Regions from separate parts of the Mus musculus genome. Here regions 1, 2, 3, 5 and 6 are each linked to region 4. The links are chromatin contacts, called in public HiChIP or PLAC-seq, Micro-C and promoter capture Hi-C maps. All regions are on one chromosome and are shown on one strand. The core of a region is the stretch at or near the end of the contact, and the rest is flanking DNA. Distances in the headings are between cores, read along the strand shown.

The links. Promoter capture Hi-C pulls out the DNA fragments that hold promoters and counts their contacts. A called contact is a pair of places that touch in the nucleus more often than the background predicts. HiChIP or PLAC-seq counts read pairs in DNA pulled down with a chosen protein or histone mark.
Region 1: a promoter capture Hi-C map of hippocampal neurons shows a contact between it and region 4, with 6 times the contacts expected there. The contact joins the promoter of Ifitm3 here to the promoter of Utf1 in region 4. A contact is called at or near these places in 8 of 39 promoter capture datasets (the C10 cell line, cranial neural crest, embryonic stem cells and 5 more), 1 of 484 Hi-C or Micro-C datasets (embryonic stem cells), 4 of 115 datasets of contacts at active chromatin or transcription factors (all in embryonic stem cells) and 2 of 9 other capture datasets (embryonic stem cells and pancreatic islet).
Region 2: a Micro-C map of embryonic stem cells shows a contact between it and region 4, with 4 times the contacts expected there. The contact joins the promoter of Bnip3 here to the promoter of Utf1 in region 4. A contact is called at or near these places in 2 of 484 Hi-C or Micro-C datasets (both in embryonic stem cells), 1 of 115 datasets of contacts at active chromatin or transcription factors (microglia) and 1 of 9 other capture datasets (macrophages).
Region 3: an H3K4me3 HiChIP or PLAC-seq map of stem cell-derived neural progenitor cells shows a contact between it and region 4, with 4 times the contacts expected there. The contact joins the promoter of Sigirr here to the promoter of Utf1 in region 4. A contact is called at or near these places in 6 of 39 promoter capture datasets (the 3T3-L1 cell line, cranial neural crest, embryonic stem cells and 2 more), 2 of 115 datasets of contacts at active chromatin or transcription factors (embryonic stem cells and stem cell-derived neural progenitor cells) and 1 of 9 other capture datasets (adipose tissue).
Region 5: a contact with region 4 is called in a promoter capture Hi-C map of embryonic stem cells. The contact joins the enhancer-like site here to the promoter of Utf1 in region 4. A contact is called at or near these places in 7 of 39 promoter capture datasets (cranial neural crest, embryonic stem cells, frontonasal cranial neural crest and 3 more) and 7 of 115 datasets of contacts at active chromatin or transcription factors (astrocytes and embryonic stem cells).
Region 6: an H3K27ac HiChIP or PLAC-seq map of embryonic stem cells shows a contact between it and region 4, with 4 times the contacts expected there. The contact joins the promoter of B4galnt4 here to the promoter of Utf1 in region 4. A contact is called at or near these places in 3 of 39 promoter capture datasets (cranial neural crest, embryonic stem cells and hippocampal neurons), 1 of 484 Hi-C or Micro-C datasets (embryonic stem cells), 8 of 115 datasets of contacts at active chromatin or transcription factors (embryonic forebrain, embryonic midbrain, embryonic stem cells and 3 more) and 1 of 9 other capture datasets (embryonic stem cells).

Annotation. Positions count from the first base shown.
Region 1 is chr7:141,008,732-141,012,505 of GRCm38.p6, reverse strand. Ifitm3 (interferon induced transmembrane protein 3) reads left to right here and starts at 1,762. Exons shown (of 2, transcript NM_025378.2): 1 at 1,762-2,109; 2 at 2,617-2,916. The coding sequence starts at 1,861. The coding sequence ends at 2,781.
Region 2 is chr7:138,906,961-138,910,973 of GRCm38.p6, reverse strand. Bnip3 (BCL2/adenovirus E1B interacting protein 3) reads left to right here and starts at 1,468. Exons shown (of 6, transcript NM_009760.4): 1 at 1,468-1,611. The coding sequence starts at 1,581.
Region 3 is chr7:141,098,409-141,102,093 of GRCm38.p6, reverse strand. It overlaps Sigirr (single immunoglobulin and toll-interleukin 1 receptor (TIR) domain), which reads left to right and starts at 1,548. Exons shown (of 10, transcript NM_001355055.1): 1 at 1,548-1,615. Ano9 (anoctamin 9) reads left to right here. Exons shown (of 24, transcript NM_178381.3): 23 at 1-75; 24 at 167-875. The coding sequence ends at 194.
Region 4 is chr7:139,942,082-139,946,153 of GRCm38.p6, reverse strand. It overlaps Utf1 (undifferentiated embryonic cell transcription factor 1), which reads right to left and starts at 2,298. Exons shown (of 2, transcript NM_009482.2): 1 at 1,725-2,298; 2 at 1,042-1,627. The coding sequence starts at 2,280. The coding sequence ends at 1,164.
Region 5 is chr7:141,036,369-141,040,207 of GRCm38.p6, reverse strand. No RefSeq gene overlaps it. Among named protein-coding and RNA genes, the nearest start is that of Ifitm6, 21 kb to the right of the region's middle. Within about 2 kb of position 1,952, at least 29 of the 459 cell types and tissues checked have an H3K27ac peak or open chromatin away from gene starts, as enhancers often do. A contact at or near this core is called in embryonic stem cells, where this site is marked.
Region 6 is chr7:141,058,180-141,062,248 of GRCm38.p6, reverse strand. B4galnt4 (beta-1,4-N-acetyl-galactosaminyl transferase 4) reads right to left here and starts at 1,271. Exons shown (of 20, transcript NM_177897.4): 1 at 825-1,271. The coding sequence starts at 975. Gm39114 (a long non-coding RNA gene) reads left to right here and starts at 1,210. Exons shown (of 2, transcript XR_881000.2): 1 at 1,210-1,451; 2 at 3,245-3,797.

The sequences.
Region 1 (3,774 bases), core at 513-3,012, 1.1 Mb before region 4:
TACACAGAGAAACCCTGTCTCGAAAAATCAAAAACAACAACAACAACAACAAAAAAGTTATACCAAGATCCATCATTCCTGAAACCAGAGTGTGTTGTGACCACAGGATAACGCTTGCTATCACTTAAGGGCTGGGTGTGTGTGTGTGTGTGTGTGTGTCATTCATATTATTTTATCTCCCACTCCGCTGAGAGGCAACAGAAGGATGTGTGAAGAGCAGTGTGAAGTAGGCCTTGGAGAGGTATCCGCAGAACAGAAAGAAATAACACCAGAAACCAACAGAAACCACCACTTTCAGGCTCCAATCAGAGTCCCTGTGGCCAGTCCAAAGCCCTACCCCTGAGGCCTGAGGCCTGACTGAGGCCTGGAAGGAGGCCTCTGTGAGGTAGGTACGCCCATGGAAACCACTCTACCTAGCTTCCCAGAGGCAGACTTTTTCAGAGATGTTGACTAAACCAGCACCAGCTAATAGGACTGCAAAGAAGGGAGTCTGTAGGAGGTGCTGATGTCTCTGTGAAGAACTCAAGAAAGATAATGAAATGAGTGGAACCTAGAAACTAGAGCAGCCCCAGCTCCCAAGACTCAGGGCACTAGGAAGGGTGGGTGCTGCAGGGCACCTTGAAGGAGATCTCTGTAGTAGCCTGGTCCTTCCAGTGCCACCAAGATAGAAAGTGGATGCAAGTCCTAACAAGAGAAGCCAGGCCAGATGTCCCTGTTATCACTGAGTCCTTCAGTATGATCAGGAGTAGCTTTCCTGGTCACAGCCCTCACCCCACCAAGCGTTTGAGAAAGCGTCTCTGGTAGGACGAAGGTCCTCTCGGTGACCATGCCACTAGCACTAATAAATTTTGTTAGGGCAGGAGGGAAAAAGAGTGGCTGTAGCACCAACAGGCCAGCCCAGGACCATGAGGTCAGAGCCAAGTGACCGAAGATCATTTAGTTCTAATACCAAAGTCCAGTGGTTGATCACACTTAGGGCACTAGGGCTCTGCAAGGAGAGAGACACAGAGGCGTGTTAGCATTTTGTCTAGGCTCTGCCCCACAGTTATCTGGCAACAGCTGGGTGTGCCTGACTCACACTAAAAGGGGCTGCTCCCCCCCTTACTCTCTAACCTTCCTGCACCTGCTTCCCCCTCCTCATTCCCCACTCCCTCCGAGTGCTCATGGCCAGCCTCTACTTCTCTGTTCTCTCTCTCTCTCTCTGCCTTTCTCTGTCTCTACTACCCTCTCAACCCCCTCCCCATGAATAGAGAATAAACTCTGTTCTATGCGATACCACCGTGTGGCTGGTCCCTCAAAGGGAAGGGACGCTTCAGCGTGGGCCTGCAGAGGCCCCCCCTCCCCCAACATATGACTGCATAGCCACCGAAGATATTCCTTCTCTCTCCTCTTTAAAACACAAGAAGTACCGTTCATCCCACCTGTCTATGAAGCCAGGAGAACTGGCGTTCATAGTGAGAGGCTCTCTGGGCACTCTTTATTGCTGAATAAAGAATAGAGGGTTCTTTGGGGCCTGGCTGGGACCTTGATAAGGAACAGTGAGGTTCTGCAGCTGTGAGCGTGAGCTTGGTTGACTCCAGGACCCCTCACTCTTAAACACTGAGGTTTGGGCCTTGGGACAAGTCCTGACTTGGGCTCCTGGCCTGGAAGTTCCCCTGATTCACAATCCTTCCTGACATCCTGCCCTGGAGTAATTTGATCCGCAGGCTTTTTAGATCCCCGCCCCTCTGAACCCAGAGCAGTTTCATCAAGCCAAAATTCAGGAAAAGGAAACTTCTGAGAAACCGAAACTGCCGCAGAAAGGGCAGACCCGCAGCGCGCTCCATCCTTTGCCCTTCAGTGCTGCCTTTGCTCCGCACCATGAACCACACTTCTCAAGCCTTCATCACCGCTGCCAGTGGAGGACAGCCCCCAAACTACGAAAGAATCAAGGAAGAATATGAGGTGGCTGAGATGGGGGCACCGCACGGATCGGCTTCTGTCAGAACTACTGTGATCAACATGCCCAGAGAGGTGTCGGTGCCTGACCATGTGGTCTGGTCCCTGTTCAATACACTCTTCATGAACTTCTGCTGCCTGGGCTTCATAGCCTATGCCTACTCCGTGAAGGTGAGTGTGCTAGAATGGGGGGAGTGATGGTGTAAAAAGGTGTGTGTGAACCTGAAGCTCCATCTACCCAGATGGCACCGAGGTATGAGTGTGGGGTCCTTTGTTTAAAATAAGTTTGTGTTCATTCTTCTGTGGTGTGTGTGTGTGTGTGTGTGTGTGTGTGTGTGTACACGTGTAGGCTTAAAGGCTCTCTGGGGGCAGACACAGGGTGAGGCTGCCTGGGGATTCTGGAGTCAGACTCTTCCAATGCAGAGATGCCTATAGCACCTTCACTCAACAGACTGGGATTCTAGCCTGTGTGGAAAATGTTCAGGAGATTCATGGGGAACAATAGCCTACAGTGGGGTGAACAACAAGTGCTAGGGCCTCCTGGATGATCAGAGGATGTAAAATGTTCCTGACCTAAGATGGGGAGATGCAGTCCACAGGGAGTACGTCAGGAAAACTGTCAGAGCATCTGCCTATCAGCTCCAGGGCCACTGACCGTGTCTATCTGTTCTGCTCCAGTCTAGGGATCGGAAGATGGTGGGTGATGTGACTGGAGCCCAGGCCTACGCCTCCACTGCTAAGTGCCTGAACATCAGCACCTTGGTCCTCAGCATCCTGATGGTTGTTATCACCATTGTTAGTGTCATCATCATTGTTCTTAACGCTCAAAACCTTCACACTTAATAGAGGATTCCGACTTCCGGTCCTGAAGTGCTTCACCCTCCGCAGCTGCGTCCCTCCTTGCCCCTCCCTACACGCAGGTGTAACACTCATTTATCTATCCACAGTGGATTCAATAAAGTGCACTTGATAACCACCATCCTATGACTGCTTTTATTCCTCCCACCCCTCTATCTTCCTTGCTCTGAGGTGGACATGTAGGTTATCCTCAATTTGGCAGTAGTCTCTGGCCTGCTGTTGTGGACATTTGCTGGCCAAAGTCCTGGATGGTATTTGGCTGCTTCAGGCAGGGAGAACTCAAGCTTCAACTGGCCCTGGCCCCACATTTCCAGGGCACCCAGTCCAGTTCAGAAGTGGAGGACCAGGTCTGGGTCCGTATTCTTCTGGACGAATACTCTGAACCAGACAAGATGGTGTCAAAAGTTCCATGCCTGCTTCCCGGGGGAACCCTGGGCTGATCCTGTCCAGGATTTGCTGGGTGCTGTGGTGGGGGCCTGGTGTCCCCTACTGGTCCCACAGCAGCGATGCAGTTCATTCCTTGTCGCCCTGGAGCCTAGAATGACCTTTTAAGGCTCAAAGTCGCTGCCCTGGCGCCCCCTGCCGGCACTCTGCAGGTACGGTGGCCGCGTGGTGCTTCCATTCCCCCACCCCCCCACCGACCCCGCTCCCCCGGACCCTATATGGTAAGGGAGAGCGCCAATCACGCCTTCTTGTGCCGGGGTATGCAGGACTCACCTCTCTGGTCGGGATCCTAGTACCCACGTTTCCACTTCACTTAGTGCATTGAGTTTAGGAGTCTCCTGGGAATGGATGGGCGCTATCTGTTTCTGTTGGTGCAGGGGTCAATCATTCATCTCATAGCTGCCTTTCCAAGGGAACTTATTTCTGGTTCCCAGAGGCAAGCACCTCAAAAGTAGCCTGGATCTATGGGACTCCGTTTGTCCTCCTAAATCATTGTGGTGGGGTTTTAATGTCACCATCATACCCAGGGCAGCA
Region 2 (4,013 bases), core at 219-2,718, 1.0 Mb after region 4:
ACAGCTGTTTCTTGCTGGACACAGAGTCTGTCACCAAGCAGGACCACAGCTGTTTTTTTCTTGCTAGGTGTGGTAGTATGTCTGTAATCCCAGCACCTGGGGGGTTGAGACAAAGGTTTGGTGTCTGTAGCAGAGAATCTGTTTATTGTTCTGAAGGCCCTAGGCTAGAGCTCCGAGCACTGTAAGAAAGCAAGCTTTCAGTTAAGAGTGGTGGAACCACTGGGAAGCTGGGGCAGGAAAAAAAGTTTAAGACCAGAGTAGGTTACAAAGCGAATCTGTCTAAAAAAAGACATCAGATTCAGTCTGGTGACATGGCTCAGCTGCAGTGAACTTGCATGTGCAAGGCCCTCGTATAACCTTAGCACTCCAAACAAAACAAACGGAAATCAAGGCTGCATAGCTATAATCCCAGCTCTCAGGAGGCGAAAGCAGTAGGATCGGAAATTCAAGGTTAGCTTTTGCTACACAGCCAATTCAAAGCCAGCCTCGGTTATGACATTGTCTGGGAAAAAACAAAACACCAAATGAAGCTGCTTCTAGTGACCTGACCCACTGCTACTAAGATAGCTTCTTTTGAGGTTCACAAGCCCCTTCTCTATCCCAGAACTGTATCAAGAGGGAATTCCAACCTCCAAGTACAGAGAAGCTACTGGGTAGGTTACAGGGAGGATGCAGAATCCTCAAAACTGGCCCTCCAAAGGTCTCTCCAACCGTTCCTGTCCAAAAATGCCGTCCTTTCTCGCATGCAGCATACCACAGCACTACCCAACTCGCCATTGATGCTGCAGTAGAATACTGGCAAATTTTTTGTTTTGCTTTGTTGTAAACAGCTTCATACAGTGCAGCCCAGCCTGGCCACGAACCAGGGCTGGGACTAGAGTTATACATAAGCACTCCCGGACTGCATTTTTCTTAAAGATGCAACCTAAAAAACTATCTGTAAGCGTGCATAGAGACAGCGAGACCATGTGTGCTCCCATTGCTGGCGCTCGCAGGTTCCGGAGGAGATTGGGGAACTATGGGTCAACCGCGAGCAGGAGGGGCAAACTCAGCACCCAAGGCCAGACGCCCAAAAACCTGGCCGCACGTCCTCATGCCACGCCTATCTCGGAGCCCGCCCACGTCTGCCCACCTCCAGCCTGGCTTCAAGACCCGCCTCTTGGCCTCTGCAATGCGCGCACCTCGGAGTCCCAAGGCTCAGACCTCGAGCCCCGCCCCCAGACTCTTCCCTACCCGCCTAGGTCCCAGTTACTCCAGCCTCAGGCACAGCCCCCGGTCCACTTCTGCATTAGACCTTAAAAACAGCCGCCCTCCCGCGCACTCCTGCCTCAGGCCCCGCCCATGCCGGCGCACGCGCCGCACGTGCCACACGCTCCCCCGCGTTCCTCCCCCACCTGCAGGCCCCGCCCCCCAGCCAATGGGCTCCGCCGCCGCGTGCGTCCCGCCCCGCCCCGCCCCTTGTCCCTCAGTCCAGTGTCGCCTGGCCTCAGAACTGAGCGGCGCAGGCTGCCCCTGCTACCTCTCGGTGACCGCCTCCCAGGCCTGTCGCAGTTGGGTTCGGGCTCCTTTGCCGAGCCACCATGTCGCAGAGCGGGGAGGAGAACCTGCAGGGTGAGGCAGTGGGCCGAGAGGGGCCGCGGAGGCGGTAGGGTCGCGGGCTGGGGTGCGGTGAGTGGAGGCCGCGATGCAGTTCGGTGCAGCCGGGGCTGGGTGGTGAGCCTCGGGGCATCTTACAGACAGTACCTTCACAGGCAGGCCGGGTCTTTCTTTCCTGCTCTGTTCTTCACACTGTCATAGTTCTGTATTTTCAGACTCTGTAGGTCAGGGGAGCCTCGAACTCTGCGATCCTCCTTCCTCAGCTTCCCGAGTAGCTCAGATTTCAGGCCCTTGGCGTCCCCTTGTTCAGAGTTGCTTAAGTGAGTTAGAGGTTGCAGTTGAATTTTCAGTGCTTTGATTGAAGTCATTAATATTTATGACTGTAGTGCCTTTCACTTTTCCTACTTGGTACTGGGGACAGAACCAGATCTGAACGTGCTGGGTAAGTGCTCATTTCCCGAGCAACACTACCAGTTTTCATTTTATTGCTTTAAGACATACTGGTCTTGAACTTGTGATCCTCCTGGTTCAGCCTCTAGAGTAGCTGGAATTTGGAATTAACAGGCTTTGCCGCTGTGTCCCCTCTCCCCCAATCTTTACCCCTGGCTTGCTTTGTTGCCACTTCCTGATGGAAGAGGAGGATACAGGGTTTCAGACCTCTGTCAGGTTTTAGAGTTAAGAGGTGGGATAGCCGCACAGTGGTGGCACAAACCTTTTATCCCAGCAATCAGGAGGCAGAGGCAGGGGGATTTCTGTAAATTCGAGGCCAACCTGGTCTACAGAGTGAATTTCAGGACAGCCAAGTCTACAAAGAGAAAAACAGAGAGGGGGTATGGCTGGAGGTAGTGTGGAAGAGAGCTACAACAGCTCAAAAGGAGGGTAAAGTGCTTATAATTTAGTTCAGTAGGCTCACTGCAAGCAGTGAAGTAGATTGTAGGTTAAAATGGAAGTGAGGCTGGGTGTGGTGACACACCTAAAATCCCATCATGGGGTGGGTGAAGTTGAGTCTTGACAAATTCCAGGTTAGCCTGGACTACACAGTCGTACCAGGCTAGTTCGGGGCTCTGTAGCCAGACCCTGTCTCACAAATAACAGAAAGGCTCTCCCAGCATCAGCCTTTACAGACTGTTAGCACTGCGCAGACAGCTGCTAGTTTTGCAAGGCCAGCCTGGGTGCTATGTGCCATTGTCCATTTCTGAGAGCTACCTGGTGGGCCTGAGTTGAGTCTGAGTTGAGTCTCAGGCCCTGAGACTGGAGGAGGATCCTGTTGACCTTTGTACTCTCTGAAGCAAGAGTTCACCAGGTAAAACGCATGTCAGTAAACGTGAGAGAGAGGCTTTCCAAACCTTTAAAATGAATGCTTTAGTGTCAACTCCCCTCCCCCCCCCCAGGCAGGGTCTCACTCTCAGTGAACTCCCAGAGATCTGCCTGCCTCCACCTCCCTAGTGCTGGGATTAAAGGTGTGGGCCACAGTACCCACTTTAGTGTGAAGACGTGGTTTCTCTGTATAGCTCTGGCTGTCCTAGAACTTGTGTAGACTATGCTGTCCAGAGATTCTGTGTCCTGGAGTACTGGAATAGGGTAACTCAGAGCAGTGTTGTGTTAAAAGAGTTTTTAAAAAGCTTGCATTCAGAGACACTGAGTTAGCTGAATTTATTACCCTAAACGAGATTTTAGTAGGCAGAATTTAATCAGCCTAACACATTACAGAATCTGTATTTTCAAACTACAGCCACATTAAAAAAAAAATCTCGTAATTCAGGTTTTATTCCCTAATGTCAAACGTCAAACAGTTGGAATTTTTTGATTGAGAAGTTTTTTTGTCTTTTCTCTTAAGAGATCAAGTGATGTTTTGTGTAAAGTCACTTTCGTAGCTAGTTGAAATTTGATTTCTGACACTATGCTGTTAAGACTTCATCTAGGGGAGTTTCTGAGTATTCCTGAGAGGTCTCGGTTAACATACACTCAGCTGACATGCACGCCAGACTGCTGAGTCATTGGCAGAAGGGGGTTGTCATTAGACGTTTCAAGGGTTAAGGTTTTGTGTTTTTCTCTTTTACTTATTCTATAAAAAGATGGTTACGGTGTGGAAACTCAGGCTAAGGATTTGGGCCATTGTTTGGGGTGTACGTGCAGCTCAGCACTGGCTCACTGTCTAGCTCAGGGTAGGAGGGGTCACTTAGTCACATGGGTTATCTCAGCTGCCCTATGAAATGTGAATCCCAGCTTGGAGTCAGAGCTGAGGCAGCTCCTCTGTTTGCCGCTTCGTGTTTACTTCTGAGGCTGAGAGCTGTGGAAGCCTTGTTGGTAGGTGGGACAGCAAATATTCCCCATAGCAACCTCTGGGACCAGCGTTACTGAAGGCGTTACCCACAACACTGATTGGTTCTGTTCCCTTTTTACCTCTGCTCCATCTT
Region 3 (3,685 bases), core at 299-2,798, 1.2 Mb before region 4:
TGTGCCTGATGTGCCCCAGAAAGTGAAGAATGAGGTTCTGCAGGAGAAGTATGACAGAATTCGCCATAGAATGCGGTAGGGATGTAGAGGCTCACCTGGCTGGAGCAGGTCTCTGCCTGGGGACAGGCCTGGCCTCCGACCCATACCAACCCTATCCTTCCTGCAGCTTCAGTTCCAGGAGCACGGATGTATAGACGACCTGGGGCAGGTGGAGAAATGCCACTTTCCAGGAGCCTGGACTAGGAATAAGTCCCCACCTCTACAGCTTGCCCCTATCCATAACAATGTGTATGTATGTGTTGAGGGAGGCTGTAAAATGGCCCATGTATATGTAGGATCCTGGATGGTCTACATATATGTTAATACATGAAGATCAAAGGAGGGCCTAGACTATATGTAGGTGTATATGGGCATCCTACGAAGCCCATGTGTATATGTTAACCACGGGAGACTTGTATATGTAGGGATCATTGAAATCCATGTATATTTAGGGTATTTATGAACGGCACAGATGTGCCTGTGGGGTTTGCTTCAACTTTCCTACGGTTCAGATTGGTACAGACCTGACTTGAGACTCTTGAATGACCCTAGTACCTATAGAACTGCAGGTTGCTCATAAAACCCCCATGCAGTAAAATTAGCCTAAATGCCATGGACCTCCTGGCTTCTGGGCCTCAGATCCTGCTCTGTGGCCTCCTGCTTTGTGGGAAGCCATGGACCTCCTGGCTTCTGGGCCTCAGATCCTGCTCTGTGGCCTCCTGCTTTGTGGGAAGCCTAGAGAGTAACTTCTGGATCCCCTCCCTCCCAGTTAACCTGGATCCGTACAGCGGCAAAACTTTTTACAAGCAAAATAAACCTGTGTGTATTGATTTCTGAGCCTCATGATGTAGATCCAGTTTCTAGAGATTATTTCTTCCCTGGGCTAGATTGAGATGGGATGAATTATGGCAGCCTGGGGCCACCTGGCTCTTCTTTGGTTTGCCTCATTGTCTTTGGTTTTTGTTTGGTTGGTTGGTTGGTTTTTCAAGACAGGGTTTCTCTCTATAGCCCTGGCTGTCCTGGAATTCACTTTGTAGACCAGGCTGGCCTCGAACTCAGAAATCCGCCTGCCTCTGCCTCCCGAGTGCTGGGATTAAAGGCATGCGTCACCACCGCCCGGCTTTGCCTCTTTGTCTAAGCGCGGGGCACCTTATGGAAGAAGGTTCTTCCAAATATCTGGGGTTTTGAGTGGCAAGAGAAGACACGGGGTCAGTTATGAGTGGGATGTGAATCAAGAAAGACTTTCTGGAGGAAAAGGAAGAGTTTGGGCTGGAGAGGCAAAACACCATGACAGTCAGCAGGGTGGCCCTTTGCGGGTTGCGCTGGTTGGGCTCCTTTGGTCAAACCAAACCCTGCCCCTAAGCCGGGAAGTTTGAAGATCCCGGGACGGAACTTCCTACACTCACCAGCACTAGCCTCAGGCTTAAAGCGGGACACTAGGTCCGCCCTAGCCCTGCCTGCGGGGCGGGGCTGCACCTGCCGCTGGGTCTGTCGCCGCTGCGCACCTCGGACAGGTAAACTGTCAGCTTCCGCGCGAGTCTCAGGTGGGTGGCAGTCGTGACTCAGACACGCGGAGGTGAGTAGAGGTCCTGGTTCCTGGAGCCGCTCCAGTTTTAGGGTTGAGGACCTGGGAGCACTTTGCTCCGAGGAGCCTTGGGGCCATGGTCCCGCAGGAAGTAGCTCTGAACCAGACGGGTTTCCCGCTCAGCCCGGAAGCTCGAGAGCACTGCGTCCAGTCCCCTTCTCTGGCCTTGCTCTTTTCATTCTGCCCAACATGGTCAATAGCTTCCTCTTGATTTAAGTGCAAGCCTGTAGAGGCGGGCGAGGGGTCGTAATACCTCGCCTTCGCTCCCAACAAACGTATCTCAAACCTAAGCAAGTCTAGGACACCTGAGCAGAGTGAGAGGCTGGCAGGGACCCGGGCTCGCGGGGACCCTAGCAGAGCCTTCGCCTCCTGTGAGCGCCAGCGTTCGGTGCGCGCCCAGACTAGCTGTCGGCGCGCTTCCGCTCTCCGTGCGCGTCCCCATCTTCTGCACGCGTGCCTGATAGGTCGGCTTGCCTCACCTGTTGAGTTCCGGGAAACAGGTCGTGCGCCACCCGCAGAAGACCAAGGGCAAGAAGTAGGAGCTGGATGAACTCGGGGAATTGGTCTCCTCGAGGCCTTTTATGCACACTCCTTTCTTTAAAGAAAGATATGTGGGGATCCAACACACACCAGAAACAGGGGCGGCGCAAGAGTAGCGCTGAGCAGCACCCAGGTGTCGAGATGCTGAGCAGCAAAAAACCGGATCCACAAGTGGGGAGCGGGCCTGGGGCTTCGAGCTCCGAAGCTCCAGAACACTCACTCATCTGATAGCACAGGATGCCCCTATAGCTCAAGGACTGTGCCTCCAGGACCTGGGCCTTCCAGGAACCTCAAAATACGGAGGCAATGCTGAGTGATCCGAGGGTCTAGGCTGGGATTTAAATTCTGAGGCCCTGGAGTGCCTTCAAAAGACTGCAGAGGCAAATATCTGAGGCCATCTGAGTTTTTATGCAAGAGTGGCCTGAGGCTGGGGTATGGGATAGAACAGTGGTTCTCAACCTTCCTTTAATACAGTTCTTGTTGTGGTGACTCCCAACCATAAAGTTATTTTTGTTGCTACTTCATAACTAATTTTGCTACTGTTATGAAGCTGCAACTCTTTAATCTTTAATACAATTCCCCATGTTGTGGTGACCCCCAACCATAAGGTTATTTTTTTTTCTTTTTTTTGGGGGGGGGGTTCGAGACAGGATTTCTCTGTGTATCCCTGGCTGTCCTGGAACTCACTTTGTAGACCAGGCTGGCCTTGAACTCAGAAATCCGCCTGCCTCTGCCTCCCAAGTGCTGGGATTAAAGGCTTGGGCCACCACAGCCAGGCTTCATAAGATTATTTTCATTGCTGCTTCATAACTGCAATTTTGCTACAAAATTTGATTTTGATACAAATTCATTGTTATGAATTTACAATTCATAACAGTAGTAAAGTTACAATACTGGGCTGGTGGGATGGCTCAGCAGGTTGCTCTTCTGAAGGTCCTGAGTTCAAATCCCAGCAGCCAAATGGTGGCTCACAACCATCTGTAATGAGATCTGATGCCCTCTTCTGGTGTGTCTGAAGGCAGCTACAGTGTACTTATGTATAATAATAAATAAATCTAAAAAAAAAATTACAATCCTGACCCCACGGATTGAGAACCTGCTGGGATAGAGGGTGGTAGATGTTAGCAGACAGGAAAGGAGAACAGTATTGACCCAAGATTCTGTGAGGATGACATTAATTTCTTGATTCACAACATGGGAAACACAGCCAGTTACTGTGCATGGGATGTTCAGGAGGCCGAGACGGCTTCAGGCAGCAAACGGATCCATAAGTGTAGAGGAAGGGCATCTGTTCCCTTCAGCCTTTCCAGGCTTGAGCCAAAAGCGCTCCATCACCCAGTGATCATGAATGCCAGGCCAGGGGGGTGGGGGTGGGGGTGGGGGGCCACTTGAGCAGGGTTGGGTCATAGTCAGGTAAGGTGCCAGGGAAGACTGCTTCTGCACTGAGCATGCTCCTGGATTGGAGATGCTTCTGGGTGACCTGAACCAGAGGCAGGAAGGTCCCAGGAGATTTCCAGGACA
Region 4 (4,072 bases), core at 1,049-3,548:
TTTCACTCTGTAGACAGACAGGTCTCAGACTTAGAGATCCCACCGCCTCTTGGGTGCTGGAATTAAAGGTCTGCACCACCGTCATTGTCTAGGGGAAATAAAACTTCCGAGGCCCCTGGGCTGTATCTGGAGCCCCGGCCCTGTGGCTCCCAGGCGTTTGCTGGGGAGGCATTTGCAGAGTGGGCTCATCTCTAAGGTTTTAGCAACTTATTCTCCCTGTACAGTGGGATCCTTTCCAAGTTTGTCTCTCACAGAAGGGATCGCAGGACCTGGCAGGAGGTCCACACCACAAGTCAGTACCTGAAGGTCCATTCCAAGTCTTCAGAAGGGGAATTGTGACCTTGGGACCATCTGGATAAACTCCTCAGGACTTCCCTTAGCCAAGACTTAGTCTTTGGGTTAGCAGTAAGGGCCGGATGGGCCCAGAATTTGTAAATTGGAGCCTCAGGATGAGCCGTCATTGTTATGCTAGTGAAGTGCCGGCAGCAGCTTCCTTTCCTCTACCTGCACCTAAGCCCTCCCCCACTCTGACTCTCTAGTCCCTGAGGACCTTGGAATTTCAGCTTTGAAAGTTCTAGTTGGGCAGCTGGGCTTTGCTAAGTCCGTTGGAGTGGTTGATACCCAGGCCCCAGCCTCTCTCTATAAATCTGACACCTCCGAGGAAGTCTTCCAAGTTCTCCCCGACTATTCCGGTTCACACGGCCCAGAGTATTCAAACTGAGTTTTACTCAGGATAGGCGAGAACTTTAGGGATGTTTTACTTTACTCAATAGCATAATGCCTTGAGAGAGGCCCTTCTACTTCTTAGCCTACCCGCCATCCACGTACCTTATCCAGCCAGCCCCTGGGTTTCAATCACTGCTGACCAGTGGAGGGGTTCCGCACATCAGGTGCCCCAAACATCAGGTAACAACTGTGTACCACTCCGCCAAATCTTCACCGAAAAGATGCACAACTGTGGGGCGAGGGGCTGTGTCTTTTAGCCTCTACCCTTAGGGTTCCATTCTTACCGCGACCTGGAGTCCGAATTCATTCACAGGATTAAGTAGAAAACACAATCTTTATTTTGGTAAGAACCTAGGTTTGAGATGGGGATGGGGACAGTAACAGGGGTCGGGGTAGACTGGGAGTCGTTTCTGGAGAAGAGGACTGATAACAAAGCTTTATTGGCGCAAGTCCCCAAGGATGCCCCGCTCGGAGGCTGCACTGCCCAGAATGAACCCCACCGCCAGAGAAACGGTTTGGTCGAAGGAACCTCGTAGATGCTCCACGTGCTGGTTCAGGGTCGACAGCTGGTCGCGCAGAGGGCCCAGAACTGTTGAGATGTCGCCCAAGTGCGTCAAGGTCTGCAGCAACGCGGTATTCAACGACTGGGGAGCAACCTGCGGGGAAGAAGCACGGCCCTGGGAAAGGCCAGGAGGCTCATTCGGGGTCTCCACGTCGTGGTCGGGGGTTGGCGTCGGGGAGGATTCGAAGGTATGGCCCGGCTCAGGAGGCAGAGTGTCGGTGCTCGTAAGAGGAGGAGAGCTGGTAATGCGGTGGGCACCTGCAGACTTCGTCGTGGAAGAACTGAATCTGAGCGCAGGGGCAGGTTCGTCATTTTCCGCAGCCAGCGGCAGCTCGGCCTCTACGAGAGAAACGCGCGGAACGTACGGAATCCCAACTCAGGGCTCCGCCCCTCCCCAGGAGACCCAGACCCTTCTTGCCCACATGGCTGCTCCTACCTTGCTCCACCGGTGCAGGTGCGGGTGCTAACGCGGAGAGGGACGAGCGGCCGCGGCGCTGGGGACGTCCAGGGCCAGTAGAGCGGCGGCGAACCCTCGGCGGCCCATCGTCCCCCAATAGCCCCATGAGTTGGCGGATCTGGTTATCGAAGGGTCCGGACGGCTGGCCCTGGGAGTCTCGGAGTTTGTCCTTGAGGAACTTGTAGCGACGGCGGCACTGAGCGGGCGTGCGCCGAACTTGCTGACGGGCCAGTGCGGCGGACACGCGGCGGTAAGTAGGCAGAGTCTGCCTGCGGTCCAGCAGTAGTGAGCGCCACATGGCCGGCTGCAGCAGCGTGCCCAGAAGTAGCTCCGTCTCTCGGGCACTCCAGGGCGTGCGCTGCGCCGAGTCCGGGGACACGGGAGCCTTGGGCGAGCCGGGTTCAGCCATCCCGCCCGAAGTAGCGAAGGCATCAGACGTAGTCACCGGGACATCCCCGGCCGACCGCAGCTCAGCGTCGGGGCTAGCTGGCGACGGCGGAGAAAAAGCGGGCAACCTCCGGGGACGAAGCAGCATCCCTGAGCCAGGTAGAGGTGCGTGCACTCCAAGGCGTGGCCTCACCAGAGAGGAGGGCTCCTCCAGAGCCGCCCACACACGCTCTAAGGACCCCGCACCGCCCTCTGCGTCTGAACCTGGTCGTTGCGACCCTCCCATCGTCTAGCCGCCCCGCCCCCTCGCCTACCTAGTTCCTCTTGGCCTGTGCCTTGCTTATTCTAGCCCATCCCCTTTCTAGTCCTTTCCTTAGGGACCCAGGACCTGAGAACGGAGTTTTTTTGCCCTGCTACACAAAACAGAACGTGTAAAAATTTTTTTACTAAAAAAAAAAACCCAAAAAACCATTTAGGGCTAGAGAGATGGCTCAGTGGTTAAGAGCACTGACTGCTCTTCCAGAGGTCCTAAGTTCAATTCCCAGCAACCACCTGGTGTTTCACAACCATCTGTAATAGGATCTGATGCCCTCTTCTGGTGTGTCAAAAGACAGCGATGTACTCATATTAAGTACATACATACATACATACATACATCTTTTTAAAATAAGGCTTATTTGTTATTATACCTAAGTACACTGTAGCTGACTTCAAACACACCAGAAGAGGGCGTCAAATCTCATTACGGGTGGTTGTGAGCCACCATGTGGTTGCTGGGATTTGAACTCAGGACCTTCGGTGAGAGCACTCTCTTACCTGCTGAGCCATCTTTCCAGGCCCAAATAAATCATTTTTAAAAAGCATTTAATCAAGGTACAATGTAATAAGATCGAGTGAAGAGGGCAGATGGGAGGAGTCAGCTCGTTTGTTTTTGTTTTTATATTTGTGCTTCGCCCATTAGTTACTACTCATAAACAGCCTGTGAAAAGCTCCAGAAACACAAAACTCTGGCACCTTGTATGGCTAGTGCACCAGAATGTGTTGTTTATCTATGCAAATTGTAGACCCATCCTCTCCATTCTGCTCTGGCTGGGGGCTTTGGAAGATGGATGGATACATGTTGTATCTAGTTGACTCATCTAGCTAGGGAGGCCATTTGGGTGCTAGATTTGATAGCGATCAGCGGCTGCTAAATTGGAATCTTAGTTCACACACACTACAAAAAGGAATCTTTCTATCTATTAACAAAGGGTGACAAAGTATCAACTCTTCCCCTCAAGATTAAGACTAAGAAAACGATATTCAAAGTTCGTCTGAGTGTAGAATTCTTGGCCAATGTAGTCAAGACAAGAAAAAGGAACATCCTAAAAAGATGGCAAGTAAGTCCCTAGTAGCCCTAGTTTTACAGAGATCAGTGAAGTCAAAAGGAGTACCAGTCTGCCATCTTGCTTCTGGGACTGTGGTGGTCTCCTGCTGTGGGACCGAAGACAACAATGTAGCGCAAAGATTAGCGGCTGTTTCTTTAGTGATTTGTGACTAGGGGCTTGAACAAAGACCAAGGACCACTGGCTGTGTTCCTCATGACTGGGGTAGGCCAGGTCATCTCTACTTGCCATTCCAAGCCTAGCTTCCTGGGGACAGTATTCTGAGTTACAGCCTGTTGTTTTCAAGGTGTTTATCACCTGGTTCAAGCCCCCCATGTGATGGGATCTGGTGGCTCTGGGGACAGGCAGCTGGCGATGGTGGGACCTTTTTGTCCATTCAACACACCGTGTGGTCATCTCGAGCTTACTTTCAGTCTAGTGGTCTTAGGGTAGTTAAACTCCATCTGTGCTGGAGGCTTCCCTCAGGTACAGTGCTCAGGACTAAGCTCCAGGCTCAGCACAAGGCCGGGACCTGAGATGTAAGGTTCACTGAGCCTTTTGGGCCACTGGTTGCCC
Region 5 (3,839 bases), core at 703-3,202, 1.1 Mb before region 4:
AAGGAAGGAAGGAAGGAAGGAAGGAAGAAAGAGCCAGGTGTGGTGGTGCACGCCTTTAATCCCAGCACTCAGGAGGCAGAGGCAGGCAGATTTCTGAGTTCGAGGCCAGCCTGGTCTACAGAGTGAGTTGCAGGACAGCCGGGGCTATAGTTCAGTCTGATCATCTTAGCAGTTGGGAGGTTGAGCAAGGATAATAGCGAGTCAGAGGCTAGCTTGGGCTGCAAAATGAGACCCTGTTTAAAGTAAAGAGAAGAAAGACCCCAAATCAAGGGCCAAAGAGATGGCTCAGTGGTTAAGAGCACTTGCTGCTCTTGCAGAGGACCCAGAATCCATATGAAGGCTCACAACTGTCTGTAACTCTAGTTTCAGGGGATCTGATGTCCACTTCTGGGCAGCAGGCACACTCAAGGTACACAGACATATAGACAATCAATATAGTCCTACACATAAAAATAATCTTTAAAAAATCCCAAATTCTACCTTGTGGTGGTTTCAAAGAAAATGGCTTCCATAGGCTCATAGGCAGTGGCTCTATACAAAGGTGTGGCCTTGTTGGAGGAAGTTGTGTCACTAGAGGGTGGGCTTTGAGGGCTCAGAAGCTCAAGCCAGACCTAGTGACACAGTCTTTTCCTGCTGGCCAAAGATCAAGATTTAGCACTCTCAGCTACCTCTCTAGCACCATGTCTGCCTGCAAGCCACCATGCTTCCTGCCAAGGTGATAATGGACCAAACCCCTGAGCTGTGAACCAGCCACAGTTAAATGTCTTTGTTTATAAGAATTGCTGTGGTCATGGTGTTTCTTCGTTGTAGTAGTACCCTAAGTAAGACATATGGCGAAGAAAAAGTTACTACCCAGCGCTAAATTTTGTCTGTGATAAAATATCCCGACAGAAACAACTCAAGGACAAAAGGGTTCATCTTGGTTCACAGTCCCAGGCTACAGTCCTTCACAATGGGGAAGTCAAGGCACCCAGAGCTTGAAACAATCTGGTCACATTATGTCCACAGTCAGTAGAAGAGAATAACAAATGTAAGCAAGCCAGTGCCCAGCTCACATTCTTGGTTCTAGACAGTCCAGAATCTCTAGCTCAGGGAAGAGTACTGCTGACAGTGGGTCGTTCCAACATCAACCAGTTTAGCTAACCCCTTCATTGACTTTCACAGAACCTGAACAGCCTTGTGCTCAGAGTCTTGTTTCTCAGGAGATTCTCGGTTGTGGTAAGTTCCCTTCCTGGTTAGGAAACTCCTTTCTTTCAAGATTAAGATATTGGAGAGAATGTATTATATATTATAGATATATTGGGAGTCAGTGTATATGTTGGCTGTAAGGTTGGAAACAAGTGTGCTTTCAAGAACCCACGTAAGAACAATTCGTTCTGCTATTGGGAAGTTGTGTGGGTATGAGGATGTGGCTTCTGGTCTGTAGGCTTGCGGGTGGGGGGGGGAGGGGGGGAGGGGGGGAGGGGGGAGGGTGGGTCCCTTTGAAGTACAGCATATCATACTCTGTAAGGAGCTTGTTCTAGGGAGTTACCAGTCTGGGGCCTTTTGCAGGGGATAATCTAAGATATGAGCAATGTTGAAGGAGATTTGAGGATGTAGAGTTCGTAGGGAGGAGTGTTGTGGGGATGAGGGATGATGCACTGTTCATGTACTGTTGCGGCCGGCCAGCGGCCCACGTGTCTGGGTTCTAGTCTGGAAGGCATCTTGGAATCTGGAAGAGAAGAGGGGGCTAGGCGGCGCGAGATAGATGGAACCAAGACAACCGTCTGATCAAGGTTCGATTTTACTATTCCAGACACTGGGTTATGAAGAAGGGGAAGGGGCCCATTCCTGCCAAATCATCCTACGAGTCCAGTTGCAGGTGACCACGTGTTTGGCTCCGGAACAGCTAGGCAGCAGGCAGCAGCAGTGGGAGTGGCAGAATGATAGGGCGGCAGGCTCCACCACATGCTCTCTTCCCGATAACAGTGAAACCTGAGCAGCCAGGTTTCAGGCTGAGGCGGGGAGGTTACAATGCACAAGGTTGGGATTTAATAAGTAAGCATGGAGAAGTCGTACCCTAGATAGGGATGCCTTAGAAAGCATGGTGACTGATGAGAGCTTTGAGTAAGTCTGTACTGAGAACGAGGACGGGGCCGTGAAGCCAGATTTTCTTTGTCTCAGTGGTAAGTGGTACAGTTGCAGTCAAAGTTCCAGAGGCAAGGTGGCCAGCCTTCGGTCACCATGTGTAGAAGTTTGGCTGCTACATATAGGCTGTAGAGCAATTTGTGTGTCGTCGTCCCCCGCCCCGCCCCCTGCCATTGGCAGAGTATAGTAAAGGTTTGTCCTTGGTTAGTATGTAAAGACAGAAGGGCTTGTGTAGATATGGAAGAGGCAGGTGAAAAACCGGACTTAAGTAGGTTTATGGAACAAAGAAGGGTTTGGGAGACAAGAGTGGCTCTTCCAGGGCTCCCTTAGTGGCTTCGTAAAGAGGCTGTGCAGTGAGGGAGAAGTTGGGGATCCATATATGGAAGAAGTTAAAGAGATCTCCTAATGCAAGAAATTCACACTTGGTTTGTGAGGTAGGTGGCATGGGTCTCACAGAGGCCACTGCTACTTGACAAAGGTCCAGCACATGGACATCACAGACCACAGTTCTCCACCATCCTCGACTTTCATCTTTGACGATTCTCACTATGCATTATGGGAGTTTCCTTGCGCTTTTCTCCTTTGGGGTATTTTGTGTGAGCTGTGGTAGAAAATGTAAGTGTGTACAACGGCAGTCTCTCTAAACCAAATCATTGTTGGGAAGAAGTCTCCGCCACAGTGGAGCCACACAGAGTGATGACTCGGAACCCCTATTGTGCCCCTCTGTTTGCACCCAGAAGAGAGAAGTTAAAGATTGACTAACTGAAAGATGGTGCCAGAAACTCCTGGATACACCTGGTCCCAAGGATGAAAGCACACAATGGGAGAGGAAAACAATGGGCCCAGACCCAGAGCCCGAGGCCTTGGCAGCTGAGGGCAGGAGTACAGTTAGTAAGTATAGGGCAGTGCCCATGATTGATTCCCTGGGCACATGACTTACAGCATGAATGGCGAGGTCTGGTCTGCCCCATGAGAAGCAGATCCTGAGAAGTTAGACTGGCTTGATCCCCTCTGCCATATGCAGGAGCAGGCACTGAAGGAGTCAGGATGGTGTGGCACAATGGAAAAAGAGTAAGAGATCAGGACCTTCCCTTTGCAGAGCTCAGGAGGAGAGCATGCCCATATTGTAAGACTGAGGCACAAAGGAACACAACTAGGAAACAGCTCGATGCTTATCATGCTACCTGGTGCAAAGGCTGCCTCAGGCCCCCTGAGGACTGAAAATTGCTCTTATGGGTTTATTTCTCAAGACTCCATGCCTGGCACCTCCTGACCACATAGGCTGACCGCAAAGACTGAGAGTGTGCAAGAGGAAATGTCAAAGGGGCACCTGGTGGAGTTGCTGGACCTTAGAGAACAATAGGGGCTTAGGTGCTTGCTGGACTTACTGCTTTTGTGTCTAAGAAAAATACTGTAATAAAGTTGATGAACTCTTTCATTATGGATGTTGAAAATTAGCACTAAAATGGGTTAAAAACAGTTTGTGGAAAGATCATATATTTCTTGGAATTATTAAGTTTACTTTCAACATTACCTGTGATTAAGCTACTATGTAAATAGATAGTTTAAAATGTGTGTTTTTTTTTTTCTAAATAAACACATAAGCTATCCTGATTTACTCTCAGATCATGTCAGTCTCCCTCCTTGCTGACTCTATACCTCCTCTTTGAGACATGAACCCCATTGGAGTGGGGAAGGTGAGGAGTTCCTCT
Region 6 (4,069 bases), core at 22-2,521, 1.1 Mb before region 4:
GCAGGAGACAGGTGCAGGGCTGAAAAGGGAGTTCTGGATCCATCAGGTGGACTGGACCAGAACATAGTGAGCCAGTGTCACTGCTCTGAGACTTTGAGAGGAGAGATACTTGCTCCCCTCCTCAGCTCACCAGCTTCCCTCACAAAGATGGGGCTGAGCTCTACGTGGCTTGGTTAGGCTTCTCCAGGCTCATTCCCTGGTCTTTCTCTACCTAGCTGTCATTGATGTTCACCCTGCTCTGGAGAGTTTTCCCCCAAGGTGTGGGTCCAATGGCCACCAACTCCAGAGGTTCTCCCCGGATTCTTACCCACAGGCCTAAGTTGCTTTGTACATCCTCTGACCACTCTTAAACGTGCAAACTACAGCAAGCATTTACTCAAGTTAGCATTGGTCCCTAGCACACAGACATCTCAGTTCACTCACAGGTGTACCCAGGGTTTCCAGCTGCTCTGGCCACTCTAGGCAGCTGGATCCCTCAACACCACCCTTACCTCCCCACCTTCCAGAAGATGAGGAAACCGAGGCCCTGCTAAGTAGGCAATGGCCTGACAAGCCTCTTAGCTGAGGGCACCGGTTCCCCCAAGGGCCCACCGTTAACTCCATCACCACCGGATCTAAGCCAGATTCCAGGGTCGGAAAAGGTAGGGATGAGCCCCGAGGGTCCCTGGCGTTACTGCTGACGTCACTGGGCGTCCCGCCGAACAGAACCGCGACCCCTCCCCCAATATAGCTGAGCTGGGAGGAGCAGGACAGCAGGGGCTCTGGGCAGTCAGACCCCCAGGCCTTGGGAGGTCCGGGCCCTCTCGCTACGCGCCATCGCGTACCTCGCCCGTAGCCCAGCCGCTGGCGTAGCGCGCGGCCCGGGCGCACCAGGCTCCGGTGCACATACGTGAGCCACGCGGCGCAGGTGAGCAGCAGCAACAGCAGCAGCAGCTTCATCTGCTTGCGGACCTTCTTCACCGGGAACCACGGCATCGCGGCGCCACAATCAGGGGCGTCGCTGCGGCCCCCCGGCCCCGCCTGCCCCGCCCCACATCCCCCGGCCCACCCTGCTGCGCTTAGCGCCTGCAGCACCGCATGGTCCTTTGTCCGCTGCGGGGACTACGGGATTCGGCCACTACTCCCGGGCTGCTCAGGCCGCGGTCGGGGTGGGCGGCGGGAGCGGCTCCTTGAGGCGCTCCCCCGCCCGCCCCTCCCGGCTGCTCACGCTCCTCTGGACGCCGCGGGACCGAGCAGCATCCACGCTGCGGTGCTACCCAGCGTGAAACGGGACCGATGGTCGCGGTGCCCGAGCCAATCGGCCGCGGCCAGCCCGCGTACAACCAATCCGTGATGCTCGGAGGCGGGGTGGCGCGTTAGGGTGTGCCAATGATCCACACGACGCGCGCATTCACCTGGTGTTCGCCGGCCGCGCGCCCGGGGATGCGGGGGTTGTGGGGACCGAATCTGCGGTGAGGGACACCAGGGACGTCGGGGAGAGGGATGTAAGAGGTCGTTGTTACTGTGGAGGCCATGGCAGGGACGAGGGGTGCTGCGGGAATCCGGCTGCGTGTCTGGGAAAACGCTGGGAATAATGAGCACGCAGAGAAGGAGCTCAGCCTTCCTCTCAGTCGGACTAAAACGAGGCTGGGATGTTCTCGGCTAGCTGTAAGGAAGGACAGGTGGGTGGAGGGTGGTTCTATCCAGATAGCTTCAGTTGTGCACTCCATTCGCTTTCTAGCTGGTGCATCCCAGCCCTCCTGACTACCACCTCTCTCCCACCTTACCACCAGCCGCTTCTCTTTGAGGTTCCAGCCTAATGACCAGGGTACTTCAGTTGGTGTAGCAGAAGCTGCTGTGAGCCTGCAGAGCTCGTGGGTTAGGAATGGGGACTGGACATTTAAATAGTCTCCCTTCCTCCGTGATGCCATGGCCTTAAGTAGAAAGAAGCCATTGGAAGGAGATGGAATCTCTTAGAGACCTTCGCACCCTGGGTGGGTGTGCCCCAGTGGAGATGACTGGGCAACTTCCAGTGTCTGTTCTAAGGGGTGGCCTCCAGCTCAGTAGGCAAGGGAGCCTTCCCATACCACATGCACCACTGTGCTGTTTGCAAGGTGGCTTTGCTGGTTTTGTTTAGTTTGTGTTGTTTTGAGACAGTGTCTCACTGTGTAGCCTTAGTTGGCCTGGAGCTCTTAGACCGCTGCTTGCCTCTGCCTCCTGAGTGCTGGGATTCAAGGCATGTGTCACCACACCTGGCTTGCCTTTGTTTTTAACATTACCCCACCATCACTATGTATCCTTGGGACATAAAATCAAATTGGCCACATTTCTTTCTTTAAAAAAAAAACTTTTTAATTGTTTCTGTCGGGTTTTTTTGTTTTGTTTTGTTTTGTTTTAACTTTCTTCCAGGCATCAGCTGCTGTTCTCATCAGCTGGTTTCCTGTCCTGACTTTGTTTCTGATGCCTGCACTTGTTTATATCCTGAACATTGTCTCAGCACACACCAGCTTGTTGTAGCTACTTTTTCATCTTCCTAGTCATCCAGCTAAAAGACATCTTTACAACAGGAAGACTTGAGGGAGCAATAGAGAAGAACAAGAAGAAGAAAAGAGAGGGTCTCTGCTGTCTTATGTTTACTGGACAGAGGCAGAAAACAAATAATGTTTGTTGTTGTTCTGATTTGTTTTTGTTTTGTTTTGTTTTGGTTTGGTTTTGGTTTTTGAGGCAGGGTTTCTCTGTGTAGCCCTGGCGGTCCTGGAACTCACTCTGTAGACCAGGCTGGCCTTGAACTCAGAAATCCACCTGCCTCTGCCTCCCAAGTGCTGGGATTAAAGGCATGAGCCACCACTGCCCGACAAATAGCATTTTTTGTTTTGTTTTGTTTTGTTTTGTTTTGTTTTGTTTTGTTTAAGAAAGCAAATGTTGGGAAGCAAGCAAAGCGTTTGGGCAGAGAAGTGCACTAGCAGGGAAGAGTTCAGGGCCCTGTAGGCGACCCAAGCCCAAGACTCTCCTCTCTTCATCTAGAGTCGGTAAAGCAAGTAGGGTAAGGCAGAACAACTGAGGAGTCAGCAAACCGTGATCAGCTAGACAGCGGTTCCCCTTGCTAACACATCTGGCCGAGACCACATCTCACCCCAACCACAGAAGGAAATGTTTCAGTCTAACCAAGCAGACAGCACGACAACAGGATCTATTGATGAACGTATGCACTTCAAACAAACAAAAACCCAACTGTATTTGTCTTTTTTTTTTTTTTTTTTTACAGATTTTAATTCATTGTTTTATGTATATGGATGTCTTGTCTGCATGCGTGTCTGGTCTACCACCTGTGTGCCCAGTGCCTACAGAGGCCAGAAAATGGTGTTGCATCTCCTGGAACTGCTTTTAAACCGCCGTGCTGGTGCTGGGAACTCAACCTGAGTCATCTGCAGCGCTTTTAACTGCTGAGTCATCTCTTTGCCTCCTGCAACTATGTTTAACCAAAGCAGAGCCATGGTTAAACTCTCTAACCAAAACAGGCTGCATCTCCCGAGAAACCGGGTCAGAATTTCACATTCACCTTTGGAGGCTAGTCATTCTTGCAGCTGAGTCACACTCCTTGAACATGTTCAAGAGCTAAATGATGAGAACATAGAAACATTAGCCAATGCAATTCTGGGTTGTGTTAGATGGGAGGGAAGCAGGGGAAGGAAAAAGGAGGCAAAGGAATTGATTATCGGAGGGGAAGGGAAAGCACTTGCCATTCAGTCATGGAGTTGTAATGGCATTGGTGACTACCTTTCTTTTTTCAATATTTATTTTTATTTTATGTGCATTGATGTTTTGCCTGAATGTATGTCTGTGTGAGGGTGTTGGATCTTGGTGTTACAGATAGTTGCGAGCGGCCATGTGGGTGCTGGGAGTTGAACCCAGGTCCTCTGGAAGAGCAGTCAGTGCTCTTAAGTGTTGAGCCATCTCTTTAGCCCCAACATCTACCCTTTTGATGGGACATTCTAATATCTTTGGACTCAGAAAAGGCTGAGGTTCTTTGACTGGTGTGGGGAAAGCCTAAGCCTGGATTCCTAAAAAAACAGTCTATGGTATTAGCAGT